4 separate regions of the Mus musculus genome follow, and regions 1, 2 and 3 are each linked to region 4. A link is a contact called in public HiChIP or PLAC-seq and promoter capture Hi-C data. All regions are on one chromosome and are shown on one strand. Each heading gives the region's core, a stretch centred on a gene start, on an enhancer-like site or on the middle of the called end of the contact. The rest is flanking DNA. Distances are from core to core; before and after follow the strand shown.

Region 1 (4,472 bases), core at 549-3,048, 170 kb before region 4:
GGCGCATGCTGTTTATCCCAGCACTTAGAAGGCAGAGGTAGGCATTCTCTGAGTGATAGCCAAGGCTACACAAACCCTGTCTGGAAGAAGAAAAACAAATCATACCAACAAAATGAGACAAAAACCTGAAGAGCAAGAAATTGTAAAGCAATAAATAAAAATGTAGAGAGTAAGGGGCCTGGTAAGATGGCTCAGCAGATGAGGTTGTTTGCTACCAAACCAGATTCCCTGAGTTCAACCCCCAGGACACATGGAAGAGAACCAGCTCCTGTAAGTTGTCTTCTGACGTCATATGGATGCTACAGCACATGTGTGCAAAAGTAGGCTTGAAGGGGTCACAAAGGTGATGGAAGTATTTGGGACAGCTTCCTCCTGAGTCTTTGACCTCCCTGTGTGGGGTTACAGGCTTGTCCTGAGTTATGTCAAATCAGGACAAGATGGTGCCTGGCTGCTCCCTCTGTCCACAGCAGCTCATCTGCCAAAATCATTGCTCCACCGAAATTTGGCTTGTCCTCTGGGTGTCTTGGGCTTGCCCTGAAGCAAGGACTGCACATTTCTCCTGCCTTGCCTCAGGAGAGCAACTACTCCCCTCCCCAGTCAGGGGGCTGTGCTTTGGGTGCGGTTTGCCCCTCCCTCCAGCAGGTATTTTTGCCCTTGTTTATTTTGTCACTATATTGGTGCAGTGTCATGTGTGGATTATGCTCATTTCATCAGAGGACAACTTGAAGGGGATTGGTTCTTTTCCACCATCACTTACTTCTTAAGTAAGTTCTTTGCCTTTAGGAGAGTGTATTGTTTCTCCTGATTCTGATTGTCACCCTTGAAAGCTCACATGGGCAGATTCTAGCCCTCACACTTGGAAGTCTCCAGCTTTGCGTAATAATTGTGATAGACAATTAATAGAGGTTTTCTAGGCAAAGTTGAACAAATACTGAAACAGATTCACAAGCAAGCAGGGGTTCTCCGTTTATTTTAGGTTGGTTCCCCTTGTTTGGCCCAGGTAGCCTTAAGCCTAGTCCTCCTGCCTCAGCTTTCTAAGAGCTGGGACTATGAACATGTGCCACCTCACTCATGCTAACAGTTTTAGTATTATGTTCTTAGTGGGTACTACAAGATGAGGAAGGCCAATCCTATGTTTATATTTTGTGGTGCTGGGGATCAAACACATGGCCTGGTGTATACTACGTAAGCATTCTGTCACTGGGCAGCACTCCCAGCCCCAGAGCCCATCTGAAATCACGATAAAGGTAAAGATGGCTGAAAGTCCACCAGGAAGTTCAGTTTCTGTACTGGAAAAATGACTCCATAGGTAAAAGCACCTGGACGCCCACCAGCAAGCCTGACACTGTGGGGAAGAACGAGCCAGCGTCCAATTGTCCCCTGACCTCCATGAATGTGACGAGCTTGTGTTCCCACATACATTATACACCAAATAAGTTATAATAAAGTTTTTTAAAGTCCCAGTTCTTTTTGAGATTCATTAAAGTGAATAAAATCACTCTGTCTGAGGCAGGAGAGTTGTAATGACCATAAAAGTCAGCCCCTGGGAGCTGCCTTTAGCTACAGCGATCTCCTTTCTAAATGTGTGCCCTTTGGTTATATTTTCAGTAGACTACTTTAGCACTTTCAACATGCCTGAGTTTGAAATTCATTAAGCCAGCTCTGTAAAGAAAATACTGGGCAGTAGAGGGAGTTAGAGCGGTGGGACTGCTGATGAAAGACCAGAGCTAAAGACCTCCCTGCAGCTTTCTTGGCACCAGAATAGCTGGGAAGGAGGATAAAAGCTGGAGCAGGATAATCCCTAAGAAAACCTGCTGGCTGCTTTTTCCATTTCCCTGTGTGGCCTTTCTGACCCGGTTGCCCTGTGTAAGCAAAGCTGAGCCTGCTGTGGCTTATTCTGAATGGATCAAGATGTGGAAGGTTCTATTTTTGACAGAGCAAACGATGATCTAGTGAGAAATAGGTGCTCTTACAATTGAGCTCTGTATTTAGAAATCTTTGCCTGCTGCTCCCTGCTCTGTGGAGCCTGTGGTGTTTGCCTTTTAAACTTGGACTTCTCCACAATCTGTAGCTCCTTTCTTCAAACTAGAATTTGTATTGCAGGGAGGCGTTGCTCTCCCTTCATTAAGGCTACTGAACTACTGGGAAGCAGCTCATGTTGGCAGCCCTTGGTATGTGGGCAATTATTTTTCTGGAATGGCTCTTTGTTTCAGAGAGGGTCTTGCTAACCACCCACTAACTCTTGTAACATTCTTGAAAGGGGGTTGGGGGGAGCTGGAGAGGCATGCCCTGAAAGAAAATTAAGTACTGATATGAGCCTGGTCTGTCCATGGCAGGTAGAGGGAAGGAAAAGTTTGAAAATCTTAGACTTACTATTCATGGGCGCCAACTCTTGTCGGTCCACGCTTGTCAGGTAAGGGAGAGGACTGGGCTTATTTGAGTTGGGCTGTTACTGTACTGTTCTCCCCTCTAGCATGATTGACACACACTATTCAAGTCTGTTACTGTTCCCCCTCTAGCATGATTGATAGACACACACTATTCAAGTCTGTTACTGTTCTCCCCTCTAGCATGATAGACACACACTATTCAAGTCTGTTACTGTTCCCCCTCTAGCATGATAGATAGACACACACTATTCAAGTCTGTTACTGTTCTCCTCTCTAGCATGATAGACACACACTATTCAAGTCTGTTACTGTTCTCCCCTCTAGCATGATAGACACACACTATTCAAGTCTGTTACTGTTCCCCCTCTAGCATGATAGATAGACACACACTATTCAAGTCTGTTACTGTTCTCCTCTCTAGCATGATAGACACACACTATTCAAGTCTGTTACTGTTCTCCTCTCTAGCATGATAGACACACACTATTCAAGTCTGTTACTGTTCCCCCTCTAGCATGATAGACACACACTATTCAAGTCTGTTACTGTTCTCCTCTCTAGCATGATAGACACACACTATTCAAGTCTGTTACTGTTCTCCCCTCTAGCATGATTGATAGACACACACTATTCAAGTCTGTTACTGTTCTCCTCTCTAGCATGATAGACACACACTATTCAAGTCTGTTACTGTTCCCCCTCTAGCATGATAGACACACACTATTCAAGTCTGTTACTGTTCTCCTCTCTAGCATGATAGACACACACTATTCAAGTCTGTTACTGTTCTCCTCTCTAGCATGATAGACACACACTATTCAAGTCTGTTACTGTTCCCCCCTCTAGCATGATAGACACACACTATTCAAGTCTGTTACTGTTCCCCCTCTAGCATGATAGACACACACTATTCAAGTCTGTTACTGTTCTCCCCTCTAGCATGATAGACACACACTATTCAAGTCTGTTACTGTTCCCCTCTAGCATGATAGACACACACTATTCAAGTCTGTTACTGTTCTCCCCTCTAGCATGATAGACACACACTATTCAAGTCTGTTACTGTTCTCCTCTCTAGCATGATAGACACACACTATTCAAGTCTGTTACTGTTCTCCCCTCTAGCATGATAGACACACACTATTCAAGTCTGTTACTGTTCCCCCCTCTAGCATGATAGATAGACACACACTATTCAAGTCTGTTACTGTTCTCCCCTCTAGCATGATAGATAGACACACACTATTCAAGTCTGTTACTGTTCTCCCCTCTAGCATGATAGATAGACACACACTATTCAAGTCTGTTACTGTTCTCCTCTCTAGCATGATAGACACACACTATTCAAGTCTGTTACTGTTCTCCCCTCTAGCATGATAGACACACACTATTCAAGTCTGTTACTGTTCTCCTCTCTAGCATGATAGACACACACTATTCAAGTCTGTTACTGTTCTCCCCTCTAGCATGATAGACACACACTATTCAAGTCTGTTACTGTTCTCCCCTCTAGCATGATTGATAGACACACACTATTCAAGTCTGTTACTGTTCTCCCCTCTAGCATGATAGACACACACTATTCAAGTCTGTTACTGTTCCCCCCTGTAGCATGATAGACACACACTATTCAAGTCTGTTACTGTTCTCCCCTCTAGCATGATAGACACACACTATTCAAGTCTGTTACTGTTCTCCCCTCTAGCATGATAGACACACACTATTCAAGGCTGTTACTGTTCTCCTCTCTAGCATGATAGACACACACTATTCAAGTCTTCTTCTGAAGAAATGCTTGGGGATTTCGGAAACTTCTAAAGGTGTAGGAGAACTTGTGTCTATTCATGCTTAGAAGTTAACATAAACAGTTGACTCTCAGTTGATCTCTGTGAGTTCAAGGCCAGCGTAATGCCTCATAGAGGGTTCCAGACCAGTGGGCAGGGATACACAGTGAGACACTGTCTTGGGAAGAAAAAAAAAAGAAAAGAAAAAATCTTGTGCTGCTGCTCTCTTGCTCTTGTTTGGATTTGGTATCTGTGATACTAGCCATAGAAAAAGAGTTGGCGCCACTTTGATTTCATT
Region 2 (4,377 bases), core at 550-3,049, 150 kb before region 4:
TTAGTTTTATTTGGCCTAAAGAACTCCTGTTCTTTTATTTCTTTTAGGGGTTTTGTTTTCAGAGTTTAGTTCAAGGCAGACTCTCATAGTCTAGCCTGGCTTTGAATCCACTACATAGATGAGTGTGATCTTGAACTCTTGATCCTCCCACTTCCAAGTACCAGAGCTACAGGCGTGTGTTGCTATGTGAGGCTATCGATGCTTTTAATATAACACTAGGCCAGCGAGATGGCTCAGTGGGCCAAGCCTGACAGCCGCAGACCCACGGAGGGAACTGAAAAGATGGATTCTTTCCAGGTCGCTCCTGGCCTGTCTCATATACCTCAGCCCGCTCATCTGCGTAAACAAATGAGTAAAGATTTTAAAATATTAAGTAACATTTAAAATTGTATGTTTTCTTCAAAAGAGTGCTCTGACTTATCACAAAGGTTTAGCCTGATGTTTTTCACTATTATTTTTTAGATGCTTTAAAAACATTTTTACACTATTTATTTTGTGTCCGTAGGGTATGAGTACTTGGTGGCAGGTGCCTTGAGCCACTGAGCCATGTTGCTGGCCCTTATTGTCATCTTTTAATAGGCAACTAATAGTAACTACCAACACCCACCATAGCCTGTGGCCTACAAATCGCTTTCTTTTTAAACAGTTTCTTTCTTTTTACTTTACGAGTGTGCTTGTCTGTGTACCGTGTGTGTCCGGTGCCCTTGAAGGCTGGGTTGCAGACAGTCCTGCACGCTGGGGATGGAACCCGGGTCCTCTGCAAAAGGAGCAAAGGCTCGGGGTGCTCAGCTGTCTTTCTAGCCCCAGCATCCTCTTCTGCAACACCCCTCCTCCGCTCTTAACCCCACCTCCACATTTTTTTTTGTTTCTTTTTATGCCGTGCAAGCTTTAATTTGTGAGGAGCTTACTTACTGTATAGGCTTGTGAAGGCTGCTTTCGGAGTCTACTTACGCCGTCAGTGTTTAATTTTAGACGGAAGACATGAGCCATCAGATGTTTTTTAAATTGCCTTTAATGAGATTGTTTTCTCTGTAATCTGTTTTTAGTGTTTGCTTGTTTGTTTGATTTTTTTTTTTACAATTTATATTCATGAGCATGTATAGCCATTATTTGCAGAATCTGAAATCTGGGATAATGGATTATGTTACTAACTTTACTGGGTCAGTGCTCCCTGCTTGATCGCCAAGGGTATGTGAAAGGGTTAACATCTTTCACTCTAATTGTACTTTGACCAGTTTCTCATCAGAGGCCAATCAAGGAGACTCTGTATGCAGCGGTTTCTTGTTATCATTACCGATCTTCTTTCCTTCTGTAAGAACTCTCCCTGCCTTGGTGGATCTTTTCCTCTTAAGCTTCACTTTGTCCTAACATTAGTTTTGCTTGCTACCCTTGCATGCTTTTCCTGTAAGCTTAGTTTATCTTCACTTCTTTTCTTTTCTTTCTTTCAAAACTACATGGCCTAGGCTGGCCTCGAACTCACGGAGACCTGCCCGCCTCTGCCTCCCAAGTGCTGGAAGTAAAGTTGTGCGCCACCACGCTTGGCGTCATTCATTTCCTTCTGTTTGGCCTCCCTTGACCTTTGGTGTCTAAATGTCTAAATTAGAAACATATAATGCGACTCATTTCCCCGTGATTTATGTTCCTTTGCCTTTTAGTAGCAATCGTTTCATTGTTGACTTTAATCTTAGTTTCCACTTCAGGCTTCCTCCTTTTTATCTTTGTTCCTTCCACTCAGCGGCTTTTGCTTTGCTTCGGTTATCTTTTAAGTCTATCTGGAAAGGAAGCGATTATCTCAACCAGTTTCTGGAAGTTGAGAGACTTGACAGCATGGTCCCCTCATTCTTTCTTGAGGTTGCACAGGATGCCGCCTGGTGCTTTGGTCTTCTGAAAATGTCCCCGGGGCTAGATGGTTGAGTTCCAGCCTCACCCAGAGGGCTGTTGTTTCAAGGTCTTGTTCTTTGGTGGCTTGGCCAGTTCCCCCTTAAGAACCTCTATGACAGAGTCAGCTGACTTACCTCAGAGTAATTGATCCCGGAGATCATCGAAGGAGAAAACAAACTGGGAGTCTCAAATATCTTTTGTTGGGTTTAGGTTTTTGTTTGAAAAAAATCTCATATAGTCCAGGCTGGCCTGGAACTCACAGAGATCAGCCCCTCTGTCCCTCTGTCCCTCTGTCCCTCTGTCCCTCTGTCCCTCTGTCCCTCTGCCCCTCTGCCCCTCTGCCCCTCTGCCCCTCTGCCCCTCTGCCCCTCTGCCCCTCTGCCCCCCTGTCCCTCTGCCCCTCTGCCCCTTTGCCCCTCTGCCTCCCAAATGCTGGTCTAACATGGTATGTTACCATGCTCAGCAATATTCTTAATTCTGTAGTTACACACTTACTTAAATACATCTAATAAAAATATTTAGTCTTTACACTCTAAGGTAGTTTTGTACACTCTTGTTTTTTCCTTTTCATTTTGAGACCAGGAATCACTGTGCTGCCCAGGGTGGACTTGAATTTGTAGACACAGTGATCTTCCTGTCTTACCTCAGCCTTCCAGAGCAATGAGATGGCAGGCACACACTGTCACACCAAACCCTTCGGGCTTCTTATGTATTCTACAGGTGTTTCTCCTTATTTTTTAAAAAAATTATTTAGATGTTTTATAATTTCTAAAATCAGTAATATATTCATATGATATATAAAACATATTATATTTATTTTATACATATATATGTATAGTTTGTTTTGTTTGGGGTTTTTTGTTTGTTTGTTTGTTTGTTTTGTTTTTTTGAGACAAAGTTTCCCTGTGTAGCTCTGGCTGTCCTGGAACTCACTATAAAACAGGCTGGCCTCAAACTCACAGATCCACCTGCCTCTGCCTCCTGAGTCCTGGGACTAAAGGATCTATATTTTTTTTTATAATCTTAATTTAGATGTATCAGGAACTGTAGCTAAATATTATCCAGTTGATCAGGATTCCACCAGAATCAAAGGCTCAGTACAAGAGACTTACCCCAGGGTAGAAGGAATGGGGTCAGTCTTGAAGGTTGCCCTCTGACCCCCTCCAGGCACTATGGCAGGTACACACCCACACTCATAAATACACACGTCATGTGAATACACACACACACAATGAAATTAAAATTTATTTTGAGGCAGGGACTCTCTATGTAGTTCTGGTTATCCTGGAACCTGCTATGTAAACCAGCTATCATTGAACTCACAGAGATCCACCTGCCTCTGTCCCCTGAGTGCTGGGATTAAAGGTGTGCACCATCATGTCTGGCTAAGTAATTTTTTAAAAATATTTTTTCAAGGAAACAGTTTATATGCTAATAACAGCAGACTAAAAAACCCAAATCTAAAGAGCAGTGGGCTCTTCTGGCACGCTGGTGCTCTCTCCAGACTCCACGGAACAGGGGACTGACTCCTAGGCAGGCTCAGCTCTTTAGGAAACTGAGGTTTCAGTCCATATGTAGAATTTCTTCTCGGTTCTGTTCCTATAAGACCTTGAAACAGATTGAAACAGCCCACCCCACCCCCAAGATTGTCTAGAATAATCTCTTTGACTTAAAGCCCACCAATCATGGTCCTTCATCACACATACAAAACACTTTGACGACAATGCAGAAGAGCTTGTGAGTAGAAGGGCCCACAGCCCAGGCAGCCTGAGTACCCCCTCCCCTACCACCTGTCCTTAAGCCACCACAGCTTCCCTCATCCTCTGCCACTGCCCACCAAGACCTTTTTCACAAGGAGTCAAACCAACACTGCTTCCTCAGTCCCCTTACCACGAGCCATCTCTCCAGCCCCATTGTGTCCATTAAGAAAATACTGAGACAAGTTATCCAGGACTTGATTCTTGCTCCCTTTTCACAGTCATTGAAAACCTAGGGGCCCGGGGTGTGGCTCACAGCTATAGGTAGCACCTGCCTGGACTGTGTAATTCTGAATTTGATCCCAGAACAGGAAAAAAATTAAAAAGAAAACCTACCTGTGTATATATGTACACGTATATAAATATATATATATATATGTACATATACATACCACACACACACATATATATACATATATATCTTTATTATATCCTAGATGAGTTTTTCTGTTATTCCCCATTTCACTGATTTTCATTTTTTTAACCACACCTATTTTGATTTTCACGTCTTAGCATAATGATCCCATGTAGTGATATGATAATCATTGTCAGGTATTTTTTGGTAAGTATATTTAAGAATACTCGGGCTGGTGAGATGGCTCAGTGGGTTAGAGCACCAGACTGCTCTTCCGAAGGTCCAGAGTTCAAATCCCAGCAACCACATGGTGGCTCACAACCATCCGTAACAAGATCTGACCCCCTCTTCTGGAGTGTCTGAAGACAGCTACAATGTACTTAC
Region 3 (4,599 bases), core at 1,899-4,398, 240 kb after region 4:
AGGCAGATAAGAAGGAAGGAAGGATTAATGAACCGGGAAAGAACCGTATGAAAGTAAGGGGTTCCATCTCACAGATCGGATGGAATTAAGAGTAGAAAACAAGAACCTGGCATGGTGGCTCACACCTGTTACATGACCTGCCTGAAGTGCTTGAAACCCTAGCAATAAAAAAAAAAAAAAAAAAGAAAAGAAAAAGAAAAGGGGGGGGGAGAAAATAGTCTAGAAGAGCAGACATTCTCTCTCCCTCTCCCTCCCTTCCTCCCTCCTTCTCCTGCTGCTCCCTCCTTCCCACCAGGCTTGGTTTTGTCACACCCTCCCTATCAAGATGAAGTTGAAACCTTGAGACAAAATAAAGTGACTCTCTCCAAAGTTGTTTGCACCAAGTATTCTATCCTTACGACACAAAGTCCAGAACACCATTCAAATCTGTCGCCTGTAGATGCTGAGCGCATTCACAGCAGGCCCTTGCCCCACCCAACCTCATCTGGGCCACAAGGCTATCGGTTGGAGCCATAAAGGGAATACACCCAAACCGTAAGATGTGTGGGCTGCAAACACCTGGCCCACTCTGTTTACAAAGGGCAAAGTTCCCGTGGAAAGGGAGGGCTCGCCCCACCCATTCTTTGAGTGCCACCCACAACCTAAGAGGAAAGCAGGTCAGAGAGACTGAGAAACAGGCCGAGTTCACAAAGCTCACAGTTCAAAACGGAGGCCAGCAGTATGAGTTTCTCCACGTGCTTCTAAATCCTTCAGATGAATATGGCCAGCATTCTGCCTACGTATTCCAGAGCCCCATCCCTCCAGCCCCTGCTAACTTCAACCTCTAGGTTCTGAGATCTCCCATAGAACCTGGCTCGTGGTGGATCCCACACACTTGGGCTTCTTACTGGTCAGCACCGTCATGGCATTGTACAAAAGAGCGAGAAAACGACAGGATGTTTACTCCGAGGCCTGGTGGAAGCCTTTTCTGTCAGAAATGTCTCCCAAAAGCTGGACACCCATAGGCATGGTGCCAAAAACTCAACAGAGAATCTGTGTTCCATTACATTCAACTGAACCTAGCAAGCAAAAGACATTCTGGATAAGATTGGGTGGGGCAAGGGTCTGGATGGATGTTTACTGCACAAGGCTAGCCCTCCTACTCACCTTCCCCACCTGACTCCCCTCACACAAGACCCAGATTCCTTCAGCTTCCTCTTTCTGTATCATTCCTAAACCCACCCCTTCACACCCCAAGACAATAGACGAAAAGCACCCCAGTTCTGGATGCACTCCAGGTCCTCTCTCTGTATCTATCACTGGGTGTGGTGGTTTACAACTTTAATCTCAGCACTTAAGAGGCAGAGACAAGCCAGTCTGTGAGTTCAAGGCCAACCTGGGCTGCGCTGTGAGACCCCATTTCAAAAAAGAAGAGAAGAGAAGAGAAGAGAAGAGAAGAGAAGAGAAGAGAAGAGAAGAGAAGAGAAGAGAAGAGAAGAGAAGGGAGGGAAGGAGGGAGAGGGGAGGGAGGGAATAGCTCAGGATGACAGACTCAGTACATTTGGTAGTTTGAATGAAAATGGCCTCCATAGGCTCTTAGGGTGTGGCACTGTTAGGAGGTGTGGCCTTGGTGGAAGTGTGTCACTGTGGGAGGGTTTTGAGGTTTCAAATGTTCAAGCCAAGCCCAGTGTCACTCTCTCTTCCTGTTGCCTGCTGATCCAGAGGTAGAACTCTCAGCTCCTTCTTCAGCACCATATTTGCCTGCATGCTGCCATGCTTCCTACCATGATGATAATGAACTAAACCTCTGAACTGTAAGCCTGCCCCAATCAAATGTTTTCCTTTTTAAGAGTTGCTGTGGTGGTCGGGCAGTGATGACGTATGCCTTTAATCCCAGCACTTGGGAGGCAGAGGCAGGTGGATTTCTGAGTTGGAGGCCAGACTGATCTACAGAGTGAGTTCCAGGACAGAGAAACCCTGTCTCGATAAAGAAAAAGAAGAAGAAAAGAAAAGGGAGAAGGAGAAGGAGACGAGGACGAGGAGGAGGAAGAGAAGGAGGAGTTACTATGGTCATGGTGTCTCTTCACAGCAATAGAAACCTAACAAAGACAATAGACAAAGAATAGACTGTGAACCTGAGCAATATACCTGTTGAGGTCCCAAGTTGGGGACATGCCTCTGTGACCGTAGCAGATAGAGTGACCGCTGACCCTTGGTTAACCTCACAGATAGGAGCCGCAAGGTCCGGACAGGCAATACTCGGTGTGGAACGTAAGAGAGAGCCTGGGGTTCCTTGCAGCCTCTCTGTGTTTCTCAAACTCCATGTGGTGACTCACCAGTGGGTGTGAAATCAAGAGAAGGGTCAAGGCTATATTTAGAAAACGGTGTGGGGAGCCTTCCTGGAATAGAGCAGGAAGCTGTGGCAAGTGAAGGTAGCATGCTTGTTATTAGAGAAGGATAAATCTCATATCGGCTTCTCAGCAACATCCCATTAGGCGGCACCTTTCAGACTTCCTTAACTGTGTTCAGAGTTCTCACCTGTGTGACTTGCTCTCTGTCCTCAGCAGATTGGAATGCTAAGCTCCTTAGGAGTTAGGAGTCACATCTCCCAAGTGCCAGCCCCGATCCCAGGCTCTACCACCAAACTAGGCTCAGACCAGGAAAGCAGGTGACAGTCTAGGAAGTATCCACCAATGAAAAAGATTAAGGTGGAAAAAGAGGGGACCCACCATGGACAGATGGTGGGGATTCCCATCAGCCCCTCCACTGCAGACTGAGTAGTTATGCGGACTCCCATCAGCCCCTCTGTTTTACAGATGAAGGGGTGGGGAAAGAAGAGCTAGGACTGAGACCTGTGTTTGTATGGCCCTTGCCAGGAAACTCATACACATGTGGGAACATACATGTGAGGGCAGAGACAACACAGCATCCTGTTTTTGCCTTTCTCAGGATTTTCCAATTCCCTAAAGGAAAAAGAAGGCTGGGCACACCCATCTTCCTCTTTGTCCCACCCTATATCCTTCTCCATCTCTTTTGAGGTTGATTTTTTTTTCTCCCTAGCTCAGTACCCCCTCCCCCAAATACCAGCCAACTGGTTACCCAGGCAACTCAGCTGGGAGGCTGCCAGTTACCGTGGCAACCCAGCATGGCCACCGGGCTGTCTTGCATAGGAAGGTCAGGGGACCAACCAGGCTACCAAGCAGCTGGGAGGTTGCTAACAGGACTGGCCCAGGCTGAGAGGCCTACATGCCTGAGGGAATTAAGTTCCTGCTGTCTGGGACCTCTGTTTCCCATGAAGCAGCCTCCTCCAGTAAGGAGCATGAACCACACGCTAACCTCCCTGGTTCTGTCACCCAAGCCTGATCCTGCCAGCCAAACTTTTTTTTTTTGGGGGTCTCTTCTAGTCCTGGTTGGCCTGGAGCTCACTATGTAGAACCCTGTCAGCCAACCTTTTAGGTTTTATTTGTGTGTGTGTGTGTGTGTGTGTGTGAGAGAGAGAGAGAGAGAGAGAGAGAGAGAGAGAGAGAGAGTGTGTGTGTGTGTGTGTGTGTGTGTGTGTGCTCGAGCGCACGCTCTCTTTCACACATGTCACAGTGTGCATGTATAACTTAGAAGGCAGGAGTCAGTTTTCTTTCTTCCACCACGTGGGTCCCAGGTATGGACCTGAGATTCCTAGCCTTGGGAGCAACCCCTTCACTTGCCAAGCCACCCACCACTTTTTTCACTGTCACTGTCACCTCTCACAAGAAACAGTTTCTCAGACTGAGTAGCCACCGGCTGCTGGTCAGCCTGATTCAGGATTCCCCTCTTCCCAACACGCGCAGAAGTCAGCGTATTCGCAATATAAGTGTCTCTACGTGTACTCTCTAGTTCTTGCTACGCTGGTCACACTCTGGGTGTTATTGGTAAAGTTACCTTGATGGAGTACAAGTGTGTTATCTCACTTTGCATATGGAGCCACCAAAACTTGGAGAAATCCAGGGACTTGCACAAGGTCACAAAGCTAAGGTATGGACAGACTGACATCCTGAAACCCCTTGAGTGGCTTACTCCACCCCTCTCCCACCCTGCCGCACCTGGCTTTGGCTACTAGACTTTTTAGACATTAAATGATTATTTGGAGGCTGATTCATCACTCACACTATGCTTCATCTTCACCTCTAGGAAGAGGTCTTTCGTGTTCTTGCAGGATAGCTTAGAACCGAGACCCAGAGGTGTTTTCTGTTTTGTGTTTTGGAGACAGCATCTTGGTATGTAGTCCAGGATGGCCTAGAACTTGAAACCCCCTGAGTGTTGGGATTAGAGGGATGCACTATCACACCAGACTCTAAAACCCAGAGATTTAAAGAAACTTCCCAGGGTACTGAAACTATTTGGGAAAATCTTTACCTGTGAGGATCACCTAACAGGAGTCTCTTTCTGAGCCACGCTATAGAACAGTGGTTCTCAAAGTGTGGGTTGTGATGCCTTTGGGGTCAACTAAGCCTTTCACAGGGTTCAATTGAGACCATTGGAAAACAAAGGTATTTATATTACAATTCGTAACAGTAGCAAAATTACAGTTATGAAGTAGCAACAAAAATAATTTTATGGCTGGGGATCAGCACAACATGAAACTGT
Region 4 (4,273 bases), core at 1,651-4,150:
CAACATTTTGAAAACAGATAAAATTTTGTCTTGGGGGGCTGGAGGTGTGGCTCAGTTGGTAGAGTGCTGCAATAGCATGCAGGAGGAACCTAGTTTCCATCCCCAGCCCCGCACAAACCTTCCCATGTTGTGATCCTCTTCTAATCTCAGCACTTGGGAGGCAGAAGCAGGAGTTCCAGAAATTCAAGTTCGGCCTATAGAGTTTGGGGATAACCTGGGCTATATGAGCCCTTGTCTCAAAATATTTTTTTTTCATCTTAGGATAGAAGGTAGACAGGCAGGAAAGTGGGGCATGGGAGAACACCTCAGAAGAACAGGCCCCTCGAGATGGTGCTTAGGGAAGACATAAACAAGGGAGGCTGAGAAAGAACATGCTGCAAGGCTGGAGAATATTCTGGAGTGTGGGGGTGCAGAATGAGTATTACAAGGTATGCATTTGATATTAGAGGTATACATTTGATGGTGTGGTCATAAGAAAGACCTAGCATCCTTCATTAGTTTCCTCCCTCCACTTACTGTCTCTAGCTGCCCACCCCCCACATCTAAAATGATGCCAAGGATACTGGTGCCACAAAGTCAGTAAGGTGGCACCAGACATTTTATGGGAAAACAGTGCCATGTCAGCAGCAGACACTTCATAGCTTAATTTGGTGGCAGTGACTGGGAGGGCTGTGTTAGAAATGAACTGCCAGGCGGTGAGTGATGGAGACAGGAGCATGCACTTCTAGGCTCCCTGTTGTTGTTTTTAGAGATGCCAAGGTTTTTATTTTGTCTTAACTTATTATGCTGTTATTATTGTTGATGATGATGATGACAGTGTCTCACTATGTAGATCAGGCTACTTCCAAACTCATAGAGATCTACCTGCCTCTGCTTCCTGAGGCTGGGGTTAAAGGAGAGTAACTGCACACCCAGTTCAAACTCCATTCTTGTCTGTCTCCATCTGCTGTAGCTAATGGCAGGGACAGGGAGGGGCCCACAGAGAAGTGCACCACTGAAGCTGACCAGGGGCCAGAGGGAAACCACAAGATATGGGTGCACAGACATGCTGTCTGGGAGGAGAGAAAGAAGGTGGCCCTTGGATAATTCTTTCCTGGCTTCTGAAATGATCCCACCCAGTCTCCCTAAAACCATACCCTCAACAGTTACCATTGGCCTTTCCCATCTGCTTTCCCACACTCTAGCCCTACCTTGGCTCAGGTCTTCATCCTTCCTTCTGAAGCTCCTCATTGGCCAACCTCTGTACCTCAGCTACACTGATTGCACCAGAGCCCTGCTTAGAACCCCTTTCTTTGTAAAGAGCTAACTGATAAACACGAATGTATTATGGGCCTCCTCTTTGCCAAGTCCCATCTAGACACATAGGATCTAACCATGAACAAGAGGCACATCCCTCCCTGTCCCAAAGAGTTTACCATCTCAATGTCACAGTGTAGACAGGCAAATGACCTGTGGGGTTCTCAGAGCCCATGGATGGAGCTCCTGGCCATGATTTGATCCTCAAAGATTGCCTGAGAAGCTGGTACCAGACAGAGACCCAAAAGACAGAAGACTATGGAAGAGTTGTCACCCAGGCAGGGAAGCAGGGACTGATGAAATGCATGCATCCTGTGGAAGCTTCCTGCTTGGCCACCACTCGAGAGGGAGAGGGTCATACAGTCCCACAATGGGCGTTCCTTCAACCAGCCCTGCTCCCACAGGTCTTCAAGACGTACTTCAAACTGTGGCCTTTCTAAGGAGACTCTGATCCAAGTCCCCATAGCTTAGCATCCTTGGTAGACCCTATGGCTCTAGCACTTTGTAGAATTAGAGTCTTCACAACATGGGAATCCAGAAAGGGCTGCCACTGTGTCATTCATCTTGGTGATCCCTGGCATCTGCTTGGGTCAGGTTTGGTGTAGACATTTAATAGATGGGCCGAATGAGGAGAAACCCTTCTTCAAACAAACCTTCCTCCTAAACGGGGCAGGAAGAAAGGAAGGACTTGTTGGAGAAATTCTAAAAAGGACAGGGCTAGGGAGTGGCTAGACATTAGGAAGCTGTCAGAGATCTGATCGCATCAAAGCAGGTCTCTCCTTGCCCTCAGGTTGGTTTCAAATTGAGATCCTCCTGCCTCAGCTTCCCAGGTATTATAGGCATGAGCCACTCCCAGCTCCAAGGGCAGTTCTCAAGGAGCATGCCTTTAATCCTAGCACCCTGGAGGCAGAGCCAAGCAGGTTTCTGTGAGTTCGAGGCCAGTCTGATTTACCAGTGAGAAAAATAAAGTTCAATCTCGGGTCTCTGGAGGAGGCTGTGAACTGGACTTGTTAAAAGGAATGAAAATTCCCCATAGTAACTCTCAAACCTGGGTCGAGGGGACTAGGCAGAATTCACCTTCCTCCCCCTATTTTCTCTATCCAGTGGGTCACTACATCTCCACAGGTCTCACTCTGGAGAACCTCTGCTGTCCCCTTCCCAGCACAGGTCTCCAGCTGTTGAGGCCTGGCTGGACCAGCTGCTGGGAGGAGGAGGAGGAGGAGGAGGAGGAGGAGGAGGAGGAGGAGGAGGAGGAGGAGGAGGAGGAGGAGGAGGAGGAGGAGGAAGCTCTGTCCCTCCCTCCTCCATCTCCACACCCTCCCTCCTCCCCCGCCCGCTCGCGCCCTCCCTCCCTCCCTCCCTCTTTCTCCTCGGAGGCTGTCGGAGTGGCTTTCGCAGAAGCGAGCGGCGAGCGCCCTGCTCCAGTCCCGCCTGGGAACTGAAGTGTACGAGCGCGGCTCCTGGAAGCCGAGCTCCGGAGCGGCCGGCGGAGGTCGAAGGCCGAGGCGGCGCGCTCAGCTTCGGAGGCCCTGGCTTTGGACCCAGCGGGCTCGGAGCTGCGCGGAGGAGCAGAGCGCACTGCCCGCCGGCCTGGCGGGCGCAGCGGCCGCGAGTCCGGGAGCCGGACTGCGGAAGGGAACACGGCGGCGGCCAGCCGGGGGCAGAGGGCAGAGTGCCGAGCGGCCTGGCTCGGAGGAGGGCGCCGCCCGACCCGTCCTCAGCTCGGCGACCGTGGCCAGCGGAGCCCGGCGGGCCGCGGGTCCTGAGCGCTTCCAGCCCACGGCGGGGGGCGTGCCTCCGCCCGGCCGCGCCGCCCCGGCCCGCTGCCCGCCGCGTTGCCGGGGCATGTGAGCGGGAAGGCCAGGCTGCTGGCTGCCGGGACGCACTGAGCAGAAGCCGGAGCGCGGAGTTGCGACCCCGGGCCCGCGCCCGACCGATTAGTAAGTGCGCCCCTTCGCGCCGCGCGCCCCATCACCCCAGCCTCGCGAAGTTTGACACGCGCGCCCCCGCGTTCCTAGGGACACGCTGGCTCTCTGCCGCGCGACTTTCCATCTTGGGCAAAGTTTTTGCCAGGCGGAGCCGATCCTACCAGACCCCTCACAACGCCGGCCGGTGGCGCCGCGCTGATCCCGCGTCCTTTTGGAGGGCAGTGGCTACAGGCCGTTGGGGGTGGCGTGCGCGCGCCACGCGAGCCGGGCTTCGGGGGTCCTCTACCCGCCCGCCCTTTGCGACCCGCCGGCCTTAGGTCTTTCGCCCCAGCCTGACCAACGCTCCCAGTTTAAGCACTCCCAGCCTGAGCTTAGATGTCCCCGTGCGAGCCCCACGTGGGGCTCGGGTACCCGCAACGCGGAGCTCCGGTCCCGGGGTGCATTGGGCAGCCGGGGTTCAGCGCGCGCCCTTCCCACGGCTCCGGTTCATTCCCCGCGGACCAGCCGGGCGCCGCCTCCCATTTTTTCAGCCCTTGCTGCTCTTCACTCCAGCCTGCCCCTTGCCACCCCTGCGTCCCACGGTGGAGTGTCGGAGAAGCGCCTTTCAGCCCCTTTCACTGTAGAAATAAATTGATCACAGGACTGATGGGATGGGGGTGGGGGGTGGTCGCGTAGTCCCAGCGGTTCGCCATTGTTTTCCCATCCCACGTTCGGTACGTAAACACACACTCACGCGAGTGTGTGTGTGTGTGCGTGCGTGTGTTTGCACGCGCCAGCTGCGGCTGCTCAGATTCCCCAGGAGCTCTAGGGTCGCCCGCGGGATCTCCCCGCAACCAACCTACATGTCCTGGCAGGAGGTGCCTCATTACTTGAAGCTGGGGGGGGAAAGGCACGGAGAGTGGGAGCTGTCCCAGAGTCCTTGGCGAGGCCGGGGGTCCGGCTTGGGCTGGACGTGAATTTTGAACTTCAGCCTTGGATCATTCCGGGAGGACCCCGGGCGCTTGAGCGGTGGCTCTAGCCTGGGAGGGTCCCCAGCAGCTGGCGCTCTT

What was found. Promoter capture Hi-C pulls out the DNA fragments that hold promoters and counts their contacts. HiChIP or PLAC-seq counts read pairs in DNA pulled down with a chosen protein or histone mark.
Region 1: an H3K4me3 HiChIP or PLAC-seq map of neural progenitor cells shows a contact between it and region 4, with 31 read pairs. The contact joins the enhancer-like site here to the promoter of Sox13 in region 4. A contact is called at or near these places in 7 of 39 promoter capture datasets (the 3T3-L1 cell line, the HPC-7 cell line, cancer-associated fibroblasts and 4 more), 20 of 484 Hi-C or Micro-C datasets (Sertoli cells, cardiomyocytes, cerebral cortex and 8 more), 32 of 115 datasets of contacts at active chromatin or transcription factors (the HPC-7 cell line, bone marrow-derived macrophages, craniofacial prominence and 21 more) and 4 of 9 other capture datasets (adipose tissue, embryonic stem cells, liver and 1 more).
Region 2: a contact with region 4 is called in a promoter capture Hi-C map of the HPC-7 cell line. The contact joins the enhancer-like site here to the promoter of Sox13 in region 4. A contact is called at or near these places in 6 of 39 promoter capture datasets (the HPC-7 cell line, cranial neural crest, embryonic stem cells and 3 more), 8 of 484 Hi-C or Micro-C datasets (the HPC-7 cell line, cerebral cortex, embryonic fibroblasts and 2 more), 23 of 115 datasets of contacts at active chromatin or transcription factors (the HPC-7 cell line, cardiomyocytes, craniofacial prominence and 15 more) and 3 of 9 other capture datasets (adipose tissue, liver and pancreatic islet).
Region 3: a contact with region 4 is called in an HNF4G HiChIP or PLAC-seq map of pancreatic cancer cells. The contact joins the enhancer-like site here to the promoter of Sox13 in region 4. A contact is called at or near these places in 1 of 39 promoter capture datasets (liver), 1 of 484 Hi-C or Micro-C datasets (palatal mesenchyme), 7 of 115 datasets of contacts at active chromatin or transcription factors (embryonic basal ganglia, embryonic forebrain, embryonic hindbrain and 4 more) and 2 of 9 other capture datasets (adipose tissue and embryonic stem cells).

Annotation. Positions count from the first base shown.
Region 1 is chr1:133,594,142-133,598,613 of GRCm38.p6, reverse strand. No RefSeq gene overlaps it. Among named protein-coding and RNA genes, the nearest start is that of Snrpe, 14 kb to the left of the region's middle. Within about 2 kb of position 1,798, at least 32 of the 459 cell types and tissues checked have an H3K27ac peak or open chromatin away from gene starts, as enhancers often do. A contact at or near this core is called in cortical neurons, embryonic limb bud, neural progenitor cells and 1 more, where this site is marked.
Region 2 is chr1:133,568,828-133,573,204 of GRCm38.p6, reverse strand. No RefSeq gene overlaps it. Among named protein-coding and RNA genes, the nearest start is that of Snrpe, 39 kb to the left of the region's middle. Within about 2 kb of position 1,799, at least 9 of the 459 cell types and tissues checked have an H3K27ac peak or open chromatin away from gene starts, as enhancers often do. A contact at or near this core is called in the HPC-7 cell line, where this site is marked.
Region 3 is chr1:133,186,685-133,191,283 of GRCm38.p6, reverse strand. It overlaps a transcript of Plekha6 not described here. Among named protein-coding and RNA genes, the nearest start is that of Gm51648, 25 kb to the left of the region's middle. RefSeq lists an enhancer at 1,791-4,599. Within about 2 kb of position 3,148, at least 105 of the 459 cell types and tissues checked have an H3K27ac peak or open chromatin away from gene starts, as enhancers often do. A contact at or near this core is called in adipose tissue, embryonic basal ganglia, neural tube and 1 more, where this site is marked.
Region 4 is chr1:133,422,839-133,427,111 of GRCm38.p6, reverse strand. Sox13 (SRY (sex determining region Y)-box 13) reads left to right here and starts at 2,900. Exons shown (of 14, transcript NM_011439.2): 1 at 2,900-3,236.